Linked DNA regions of Mus musculus: all the other regions are linked to region 1. The links are chromatin contacts, called in public HiChIP or PLAC-seq and promoter capture Hi-C maps. All regions are on one chromosome and are shown on one strand. The core of a region is the stretch at or near the end of the contact, and the rest is flanking DNA. Distances in the headings are between cores, read along the strand shown. Region 1 holds the start of Zfp286os (a long non-coding RNA gene). Region 2 overlaps Gm36926 (a long non-coding RNA gene). Region 3 holds the start of Tekt3 (tektin 3).

Region 1 (3,475 bases), core at 649-3,148:
TGCTGAAAGTCAAATCAGAAACTTAACTTCTGTTTTCCTCCTGATTGGTGGTTGTTAGGAAGTGAAGTGTCAGGGGCAGGCTTGTAACCTGGGGGGTGTAGATTTGTTAGGGAACAACCTGGAAACTGGTGCTAAACTTAGGTCTTGTTGGTGGATAACCTAGAAACTAGTGCTAGATGCCTGTTTGTTAATTAGCTTGAGTTGAACCTTAGGTCAAGTTCTCTAAGATGGAGTCTGAACCCAGAATATTTGTTCTCTCACCAGAGGACCAGAAGAGATCGACACAGTTAGTTTGAGGCTAAACAGCAATTCAGGAGAAGCCCAGAGAAGCCAGTGTGAATCAGTCAGCTCGGAGAGGAGTTTGAGCCAGAACAGCCGAGTTAAACCACCCAACCGAGTTCAAAAGGAACAATGCCAGCTATTGCCACTGCTCTTGGTTGCTTCCAAGAACTTGACAGCGAGACCCTAGTGCTGAAAACACCATACATTTTGATTATTAGAACATGGAAAAATCAGGTCACCATAGATAGCAAAAAGGTCACCAGATGTCAACAATATCCACTCCAAGTCTTCTGGGGGTGAAAACCAGGTTTTTATTTCCTGCATTGAGGAGGTGCTCGGGTGTGTTTAGCATTCCTGGCTCCCTAGTGCTCAGTGGTTACACGGGCCTTTGTCCCCCCAACAGAGAGCACTTTCTTTTACACATAATAACTTTTATTGGGGTGGCCCCATTTTTTATAGGTCAAAAAATGTGGCTCTGGTCTCAGTTGAAGGAGTGTGGGTGAGGCAGAGAAGCTTCGAGATTCCAGAACAGTAGATGCCCCCCAGACAACGCAGCAGGCAGGAACCAGTAGACCCCGACTTACCAGGGGTCCAATTGCAAACATCCCAGCAGCCATCTCTGCTTCTGCTTTCTGAAAGGGTGGCTGTCCTGCCGAGAGGAATGTAGGGAAGAGTGGTAAACCGTGCAAACCAGTCCTGCCTTAGAAACTTCAGACTCACCACGCAGGAACCCTGAGACAGGGCTCCCATGAGGGAACACAGGGATGAGCCCCATGAAACACAGGGAAGACCCCTGCAACATCAGTGAGATCCAACTTGTCTCTCCCCCCCGCCCCCGGAGATCTAGGGTTCATAAGATTATTAAATGTAGTCACAGCTGGTTGGTCTGACATTGCACAAGCAACTTTAAAAACACATTCTCATTTAATCTTTACACTAATCTGATGGGCATTATTATTCCAATACACAAAATTTAAAAAGTTCTCTAAAGCTGTCTCAAAGAACAAAAGTGGCCAGTGCTAACCACCCTTGCAGCATCTTATCCCTTTAACCAAGACACAAGCCACACAGCTAGACACAGTGTTTAGCCTGTTTGTGACCTGAAGTTTCCAGAAAGAAAAAAGAAAAAAAAAAAAAAAAAAAGACACACCTGTGTTAAAGATTGTACAAACAAGGCGGATCGATTAATAATAAACTTTAGTGATTCTGGAGAACTGGAATGTTGTAGCTCTGCACCCTTTCTTCGTCTACCTGAGTTTGACTTAACATCTACTCTATGAGTATTAGGTAAATTCTTTTAGAAACTACAAGAGTTTCTTCCATCTACTGCACAATTATCAACAGACTTAAGGAGAAACCTCACTTGTGGTTCCCGTATCAGTGCATTTAAAAGTAAAGAAGGAAGGGTGCACGCTCTGGCAGCGCTTACAGCACCCTGGACCAGTCCAGCATGTCCCAACCAATGCACATTATTCTATTCCACGATCGTGCCAGGGAATGACAAATGGCTTAAAAAGGGATCATTTGAAATGGCTTAAAATCAGCCAGCCAGTGCAAGCTGCCCGGTGAAGGAATGCAGCTCAGCTCTCAGGCTAAGCCATCTCCGGTGAGGCTGGCCTTGGATTGTCCACCCTCCTCTCTGACGCGGTCCGCTGCTCCGGCCCGGGTAGGGCTGAGGTCTTGGTGACGCTGCAGCTCTGAAGCTCCGCTCCACCAGAGGGCGCAGGGGAGACCTACAGCATCCCGCCTCTGTGGCCCAGGCCGCTCTCCTCAGGGATGGGAGGGTCCGATAGGCTAGGTCCGGATCGGCCAGGCCGTGCACTCACGAAGGGAAAGCGCACCCCCGTCTGCACCCGGGCAGAAGTACCTGGCGGCCGCTGTGTGCCCGGCAGAGGGCGCTCGGTGAGCACGGAACCGCGCCGCAAGGCGGCCAACGTTAACCTTCATTCAGAGACTCTTCATTTAACCTTCCTCGCGATTAAGAACAGTTTACTGATTATCAACCTTCCGCGCAATCTAAGAAATACAATCACATTGGAATGTTTGTGTCTAGAGGCCACGGCCGTGTCACTCTCTAGCACTAGGAACCTTTGGCAAGATCTTTTCTAAGGTCACCTCTGTGTTGCTAAAGAAAGGCACCCAGAGAGCAGAGAGGCCACCTATAAAGTCTCAGAAGCCAGGAGAGTTGGTGAATGTCCACACTTTGCTTGGCTTTGAATTTCTTGATTGGAAAACTGGCGATATCTATCTACACTATCATTTTTGGTTCTTTAACTTTCCTGACAGGGATGAAAATATGCTAAAGGGGTCTGGTGCCAGCCAGTGGGGAAACTTAGGTCCGGGAAAGAGATTTCACACAGTTCTGACATCATACCGGTCCATCTTCTTTCTACAAGAGACTGGATCTTTGATGATGGACAGGTTCACACTTTGACCAGTCTGGAAGTGTATCCTGGGACTCAGGAACCCAGGAGCCACACTGCTCAGAGGGGAGAAGGTTATCCCGATGGAAGAGCATCCCGAGACACCCGGCCCAGGAACCACACAGCTCTGAGAGGAAGTCTCCTCAGCAGAGGCATTGCAGCTCCCAGGAGAGGGTCTCCCCAGCTGAGCCGAGTTGCTCACGAGGCTCACTCAGCCTTGCTCCCCTTTTCTCATTCTTCCCTTCTCTTCATTGCTTCTTGGCTGCTTCTGATAAGAGAGTCCCACCAGACAGCAAATCTCAGGAAAGAGATCTAGTGGAAGGATGAATCCAGGGAGACGAGGGACAAATCCAGGGGTGGCTGCCACTGCTCCCAGGAGTGGACAGCAAGAAGTTGAACCAAGAGCAGGGTTTACACAGCTAGGGGCGGAGCTTTTGGGGGGCGGGAGGAGAACCCCCACAGAGATTTCCGGATTGAGGATTGGTAGGATTTCAAGTCCTGAGCTTGGGGGAGCTCAGGGATTGGTGGGTTTCTCTGTTCAGGGATTGGTAGCTTTTTTCAGCCCTCTTTCCCTGCGTTGGGCCCAAGGGTTAGGATGGGAAGATCTTCCAGGCCACAGGCCACACAGGTTGAGGTGCCATCAATGTGCGGCTGAGCTGTTTTTTGGAAAGGCTGGAGAGGAGGTGCTGCTCCCTGGACAGCTCCTGTGATCGCTGCAGGCTGAGGCAGGAAAGGAGTTGCGACTGTTTTTACAAGTGGACTACAACCAG
Region 2 (3,475 bases), core at 359-2,858, 360 kb after region 1:
CAGAAGAGGAGGATGGAACCTTGGTAACTAATGAGGGACTGCCAAGGGAAGGAAAATTTGGGAGGACTAGATTCCTCATCCCAAGAGTGGTCCTGTAGAGAAAGACCTTTGGAGTATCTGGTGGGTTTCTTAGATGCCCAGAATGCAGGGTTAGGGGAAGGGAGGGAGAGAGGACATGAGTAGCAGGATATGGGGACCATATGGGCAGGTTATTCTAAACTTTCTGAATTTGTCTTGAGGAGACACTGCTGGAAGCATGCATGGCTCCGGGAAGATGCTCTGCTTGTGGTGGGTCTCTGGGAAGAAGGGCTGGGCAGCAGGCAACAGAATGAGAGGCATGGGATGAGGTTTGGCAAAAGGACATTTGACTCTGAGATAGGCCACAGGGAAACAGAATCCTTACGAGCAACAGGAAACCAGAAGGTGGAACAAAATGGGAAGTGGAAGACACCAGGCAGTCCGTGTGGTCGCCATTATTCCAGGGTACCTATTGCTGCTGCCATCACATGTGGACATCCAGACTCCAGCTTCTTCATCAGACTCCAGCTTTTTCATTAGACTCCAGATTCGTCATCAGTTTCCCACTAGTAAATGTCTAGGGAGTTTCCAGGCCTTCAGCCTCACAGAGTGGCCGCAGCATGGCTCCTCCCCATTCAGAGATGGAGCTCTTGACCTGAGCAGCTACCAATTCTCTGCATCTCCACTATGCAGGCAGTCAGCTGATTACCCAGCCTCCAATCCTCTAAGCCAGTCTAATAAAAGCCCCCTTGAAAACCAGAGGCTCCAGGCTTCTTTGAACGGAGAGTGAATCACATTGGGACTGAGGGCGGGGGGAGCGGGAATTTGGTTGCACTTTAATTGCCAAGGCTGTACTACCTTTTCCTGTGAAGGGGGTAGAGGCTGAGGTGCATCAGCCTCAGAGTTCGTATGATGAAGGTCTGGCTGCCAGTCCCACCGAATGTGACTGAGTTTGGAGATAGGGTATTTAAAGTAAAGATGACAAATCTGACAGGAGGCCGTGAAGGGCTTTTGGCCAACTGAAATGAATGACTTAAACAAGGAGAAAAGTCCTGAGAAGGTGTCCCAGAAGAAAGCAACCCAGTGACACCTTGGGTCTGGAATATAGATTATACTCTTACAATATAGATTATAAGAAAGTAAATTCCTGTTATTTGAGCCACCCCACCCAGTCTGTTGGCCCCAGAAGACTGACACAGGTCTATGGAAAATGATCATTACTTTGATATCTTACAACAGGGCTGTGAGATGCTTAGAGCAGGCTTTTGTGAAAGCTGTGAGGAAGCAAAGAGGAACACAAGCCAAAAGGTGTAACATTGAGCTTCTAAGAAGAATATAAGCCGAAAGGTGTAGCACCGAGCTTGTAAGTGGGACTTCTTAAGACAATAACTAGACATGAAACGGTCTGCCCGAGGAGTCACATGGCTTTGAATTCCCCAGCCATCCCTTGCCTCCAGGGGGGAAACCTGTACTGCAACCACTGCCATTTGTCATAGATCCTTGTGCTCCTGTGTGTGCTGAGACCAGGGCTGGGACACAGAACCACAAGCAGCCTGTGGCTGGAATTTGTGGCTAAGCAAGCAGCAGTAGAAGCCAGATGTCGCAACCCAGGCTTGTCCAGAAGGCAGGCTGGACATCCATGGAATTCATGTGGTCACAGTATTGCATGCATGTTTTGGGAGAGCTGTGTGATGAATGGAGTGTTTATAAGCATTGGAGAGAAAGCTGTGTATTCCCACATTCCCATGGCCCTGACTGCAAGCTGTGAGCTGCAGGGCCTCCTTCCCATCAGCTGCGCATACAGAGTCCAACCAGGCTCTTTTTCTGACTTGAGAGGAACATTCTCTGGCAGAGACTAGGCCTGCAGGGTGCTCCAGGAAAGTCGCTTTGGGAGCAGGAATGGCCAGGTCTGGATAAACATAGTTCAGGCCCTCAGATATTTTGAACATGACTAAATAGCCAGCCACACAGCGCTTCATCAGAGCCCTTCAAATAGTTCATCTGAAGTCCTGGCTGTGATCCAGGCAGTTGCTGGTCAAATGCTAAATCTACTGTTCTAGAAACCAAACACCATAGTGTTTTAGCCTTATGGGATGAAAGCTAAGGCCCTGTGGCGTTGTTGCTAGACTTGGGGAGGGGAGTTCTCTACACTCCAAACTTCATTTTCTTGTTGTCCGAACTGGTGATAATATAATGAAGGTAAGTCTTCAGTGGCAGAACCCTAAGTTTTTAAATAGAGAGGCAAAGGAGGACTTTTGTTTGGGTATTATTGGAAAGTTCTCCAAGCCTATAGCCTCCATAGCAGCCACATCCAGGAAACACTGGAGGTGACGCTGGGGATAACAGTGATGAAGCTAATGAACTCTTGACCTATCAATGGGGCATAGTTGAAATACCCCAATTATCTCTTTATCTATCAGTGAGGCATAGTTGAAATACCCCAGTGACCTCTTGACCTACCAATGAAACATAGTTGAAATACCCCACAGTACTGGCTGCATTCTTTTCTTTTTTTGTTCTTTTCCTTCCTTCCTCCAATCTTCTTCCCTTTCTTATACCATGGTCTAGGAATCTAAGTGCAAGAATGGACACTAGCTAGCTATCATGATTGGAAATGATGCTGGATGGCTGCCGTACGGCCTTTCTCCACACAGGCACACTGCAGGATACATGGTGGCTTGGAGGGTCACTTTTCTAACTGTGCATTCATTCATTCATTCATTCACTCAACAAACACCTATTTTATTTCACACACCATAACTTAGCATACCCCCAAAGCAATAAGAGAGGCCTCAGTCATTCGTAAGCTTATAACATAGAAGGATGATCATAACGGAAAAACTAGGCCTCTCATTTGTTATTCCCGGCCTCATCAATCAGTGAGAAGCTCATAGGCCCGTGACATGCAGAGATGTTGATTTTGCTGAAATATGATATAAACTGCTTGACTGGGCACAGTGTAAAGTGTGGACTTCTGAGTAGGAAGCAGAATAAGGCAAGAGAAAGATGAGTTCTACTGCCTTCCCATCATTAATGCCTCAGAGAGAGATGTGACTGACTTTTCCTGGAGAGTCGCACTCACCCCAAGAAAGGAACCCACAAAAGACCAAAGTGTGGATACCACGAAAGTCCTATTTAATGATCAAATGACTTTTTATTGGGGTTACTTATAGGAATGCGGGTGAGGGGTTATTTACAAGCACAGAAATGACTCAAAGACAGCTGCATCACCAAAGGTCACCTCAGCGTGGTGACGGCTCACAGAGCAGGGAACCTGGGGCACACTGCACAGCCTGCAGGCAGTTCAACAGGCTGAAGAGCATTCTTTCCAGGTTGTCCTGTCCAGTTGTTCTGAGCCTCTTCCAGGCAGTTTGGCTGATTCCTGCTTGTTCCAGACTGCTTTGCTCTTTTGAGAGTGGCTCTTCCCAGCATTTATTCTTTACTCTCGGGAGGGAGG
Region 3 (3,475 bases), core at 587-3,086, 300 kb after region 1:
AGTTTTAGGAGAGGATGTAGCAAGGTGCACAGAGCTAAGTAGAGATTTTTGAAGAGTAGCCAAGTGAGAGAGCAACATATGCCCACAGATAGCAACCTCTGTTTGGGAAAACAAGAAGGAGCATGAGTGAGCCCCTGAGATGGACCCGGTGGACAGAGTCCTGGCTCTTGGTAGACAAAGCTGCACCTGGTTTCTGATGAGGAAGTACAGTTGGCACAGGGCTGGTGGCTTCTGGATAAAGGCTGATGGTGGCTGATGATTGAGTGATAGAAAACCCCAGAGTGACTAGAAAGGAAGTCTGGTGACAGTAGGACAGAGGAAGGAAGTTATAGAGTTGGCCTCAAGCAGCCTTCTCTTTAGGCAAAGTTGTCTCAGTCAGCTCCATTGCCTCTCTATGTCCAAACCTCTGGTAAGTATCCTCCTCTGCTAAGCAGCACATGTGTGCATGCAAACCACAAATGTTGGTTGCTTAACTACTTTGTGGCAAGCACGATAAGGTGCAAGGATGATAATTACCTTTTAATTCTGGCAAACACTTGGCAATCATACAAGGGTATCTAACATATGTTTTTGTTTGTTTTGTTTTGTTTTTAAATTGATTGCTTCCCCCCTACCCCCCGTAAATAGAGTTGATCAATTTAACCCAATTTAACCAGGAAGTTTATAACACTTGTATGTTCATGCATTGCTTCAAAGACCAGGTTGTGCTGTGATTTCCCCTGTTTCTAAATCAAACACTGGATGACCAATGCTCAGTCCACATCATATTGAAGATGGTACAATACAGAGCATGAAAGATGACTCCATCTTCACTAGATCTCCGTTAAATTTGGTTCAGAAATTTCCAACTCTCAGGCCCCAAGAGGTAACATATCATGTTGGCAGCAGCTTGGGGGCATCACTGAAGCCCATCCTGAGTCCCGAGAATCAAGAAAAAGAAGTTTACTACACTTGAGAGGGAGATGGTTGCTTGGAAAGGCATCTCGAATCAGGATCAGGAGTTGCTGTCAGGAGGGAGAACAGGAAAAAGAGAAGGCTAGCAACGCAGTCCTGCGTGGGATATGACAGCCTCTGTGTAGCTTACCCAGTCATGCATCCAGACTAAGCATGGGACCGTCAGGTGGTCTCTGTAGTTACCCACCCCCGGCTTCTTGAGACAAGCATTCTGTGCTCATTGTCAGAAAGCCAAAGTCACTTAATGTGCACCCTGCTGGTACCACTCTAGCCGTCCCTGTTCACCTTCTTATGACTTCAGTTGGCACCAGCCTCTGCAATAACCAAGTTTCTAAATGGGTAAAACTGACGACCCACTCCCCTCTGCATGCCTATTGTCACATGTTAAGATCCCCTGGGAGCTGCCTCATCCTGGGAATGGCACACAAGGAACACCAAGAGTGATTAACTGGGGGGGGGGGGGGTGTCTTTCCTCTTAACAGTTACCAGTGTGAATTGTTAGGGCTGGCACAGCTAGGATGCCACCTCAAGGAGTATTAAATCCTCTAGGTCTGCATTTTAGGGATGCTCTACCACTGGGTGTGGCTAGGCCAATGACTGCCCCAACCCCCTCACCTGGTAAAAGAAATTTTATTAGGTCTTGGAAGGATGTGACAGTGATGGACTTGTAAGTAAAACATGTGGCGGTGTCGACAGAAATATTATTTGTGTTTACTGAAAACTTAAAAGAGGGAAGATCCCAAAGGTAGCTGGTGCGCCTTGGAATGGATAGGGAGTTCCAGTGCCTCCTGGACGCTCTAGTCTCCCAACACCCGCTATCCTTGCACGGTTACTACGCTCGTGAGCGTCCATAGCAACCGCCTAGGGCAGGGCTTCCCTGCTGGTACCCAATCCGCTTCCTACTAGGGACCCTGGCTGCGGTTGAGTGGTCCAAGGTTTGATGTCAAGTGGGGCTGGGCGAGCCAGCCTCTAGGGCCGCTGAGGGTCCACAGCGAGCACAGGTGAGTGATCTAGGAAAGTCCTGGCCCCCAGGGCTGCGGGATGTCTCACCCTCGGTCCCCAGGCAGCCCGGGTCTGCTGTCCCATCCTGTGGTCCACGGAAGGGGCATCCATCCTGTTTCTCACCTGCTTTTTCAGAGTATAGCTTGTGTCTGAAACCCAATCCCTCCTCTAAGGCTGCTTTCTCAGCCTAGGCTTCCAGGTAGCTTAGGGGAGGACTTGTTTCTGAAATTCAAACCAAGGCTAGTGTCCTCTGGTACTCCCTGTCTCTGGAGACTTTTTTTTTTTTTTTGGCGGTTAAAACCAAGTCTCTCAATACTGCCCTGGTACTTACAGTGTTGTAATAAGCAAATACTTGAGAAAGGAGAAACACTCTTTGCTTGGTTATTAAGAAAGGAAGCTGTGTTATGGATAGGTAAAAATATTTGATGAATCTAATAAAATATTCTATTCCTTTTATAAACAAAATATTTCGCACAATAATTCAGTGAATAACATCTGTATGCCAAGTCACCCTGTCCACCCCTTAAACGGTTACAAGGACAACCGTGACCTGCTTTGTGGCCCTCTTTTCCCAGGGTGCTCACCTACCAGAATTTAGTATATCCTTATATTCTGCATATTCTACACTTTTATCATGATATATCTAATCCAGATGCCAACACAGGTACTGCTTTAAGTGTATGCAATGATATGTAACAGACAATCTGCATCAAATGTGTTATGAATATACCTTACATCACCTATACAGCTGCTCTTTTAGTTTGCTCCCTTAAAACTACTGGAGAGTAATTCTTGGGCATTCTAATTGTTTCTGTATATGGGTGTCTCTGGGCAGACAGGTATGACAGTAAAAGTAGCTAGGGGTTTTCTTTCCCTTGCCCTGGGGAAGAATTCATTTGCATTTGTTTGTTTGTTTAAAGATAATTAAGTCTCTCCATGTTCTTATTTAACCTTAAAGCTGAAGTGTTTCATGTTGAAATTCAAGTCATGGCTTCTAATTTTGGTGTTTGTTTAAAAGACAAAATGTTTATATGATATGAAGAGAAGCTCTAGCTAAGTGTGGTATTTATTAACATGTATCTCTGGTCCCATCTGACCCTGGGTTAGCTACTGGAACCAGTGGACCTGGTTCTAGTCCTGTGGGTCTGTCTATGAAGCCGTCAAGCCTGTGCCTGCCACTGATCTGAGGCAGGGCGTGGAGCGAGGTAATGCAGTTTCTGGACTTGTGTCTTCTGGGGATGTTCTGTAAAGGTTTTTGCTCTTTTAAATATTTATGATCCTAAAGTCTTGACTAAAATATGCCGAGAAAATACATCCATTCAAGTCAAGCTCATCTTCTGAATTGTAAATGGATCTTTCCAGTATTTGTATTCTTGGTGGGGTCCATTGTATCTTTAGCAAATCAATATTTATAGTCGAGTACTATAGCACTTTCGGTATGTTAATACCTGTTGATCACACATTAAATGAATAAAGCCCAACACTGTTTGACTTTGTAGCACATCTCCTTTCTATTGTT

Evidence for each region. Promoter capture Hi-C pulls out the DNA fragments that hold promoters and counts their contacts. HiChIP or PLAC-seq counts read pairs in DNA pulled down with a chosen protein or histone mark.
Region 2: a promoter capture Hi-C map of the C10 cell line shows a contact between it and region 1. The contact joins the enhancer-like site here to the promoter of Zfp286os in region 1. A contact is called at or near these places in 23 of 39 promoter capture datasets (the 3T3-L1 cell line, 3T3-L1-derived adipocytes, the C10 cell line and 13 more), 2 of 15 datasets of contacts at CTCF or cohesin (the NIH/3T3 cell line and large pre-B cells), 15 of 484 Hi-C or Micro-C datasets (B cells, CD4 T cells, LSK cells and 9 more), 6 of 115 datasets of contacts at active chromatin or transcription factors (craniofacial prominence, embryonic basal ganglia, embryonic stem cells and 1 more) and 5 of 9 other capture datasets (adipose tissue, embryonic stem cells, liver and 2 more).
Region 3: a contact with region 1 is called in an H3K4me3 HiChIP or PLAC-seq map of embryonic stem cells, with 29 read pairs. The contact joins the promoter of Tekt3 here to the promoter of Zfp286os in region 1. A contact is called at or near these places in 9 of 39 promoter capture datasets (the C10 cell line, the HPC-7 cell line, HPC-7-derived erythroid cells and 5 more), 1 of 484 Hi-C or Micro-C datasets (pre-pro-B cells), 3 of 115 datasets of contacts at active chromatin or transcription factors (bone marrow-derived macrophages, embryonic stem cells and stem cell-derived neural progenitor cells) and 2 of 9 other capture datasets (adipose tissue and liver).

What each region holds. Positions count from the first base shown.
Region 1 is chr11:62,754,922-62,758,396 of GRCm38.p6, forward strand. Zfp286os (a long non-coding RNA gene) reads left to right here and starts at 1,899. Exons shown (of 3, transcript XR_879919.3): 1 at 1,899-2,184. It also overlaps a transcript of Zfp286 not described here.
Region 2 is chr11:63,113,558-63,117,032 of GRCm38.p6, forward strand. All of the region lies in intron 2 of Gm36926 (a long non-coding RNA gene), which reads right to left. Among named protein-coding and RNA genes, the nearest start is that of Gm36926, 4.0 kb to the right of the region's middle. Within about 2 kb of position 1,609, at least 67 of the 459 cell types and tissues checked have an H3K27ac peak or open chromatin away from gene starts, as enhancers often do. A contact at or near this core is called in the NIH/3T3 cell line, adipose tissue, trophoblast stem cells and 1 more, where this site is marked.
Region 3 is chr11:63,059,823-63,063,297 of GRCm38.p6, forward strand. It overlaps Tekt3 (tektin 3), which reads left to right and starts at 1,837. Exons shown (of 8, transcript NM_027660.1): 1 at 1,837-1,955.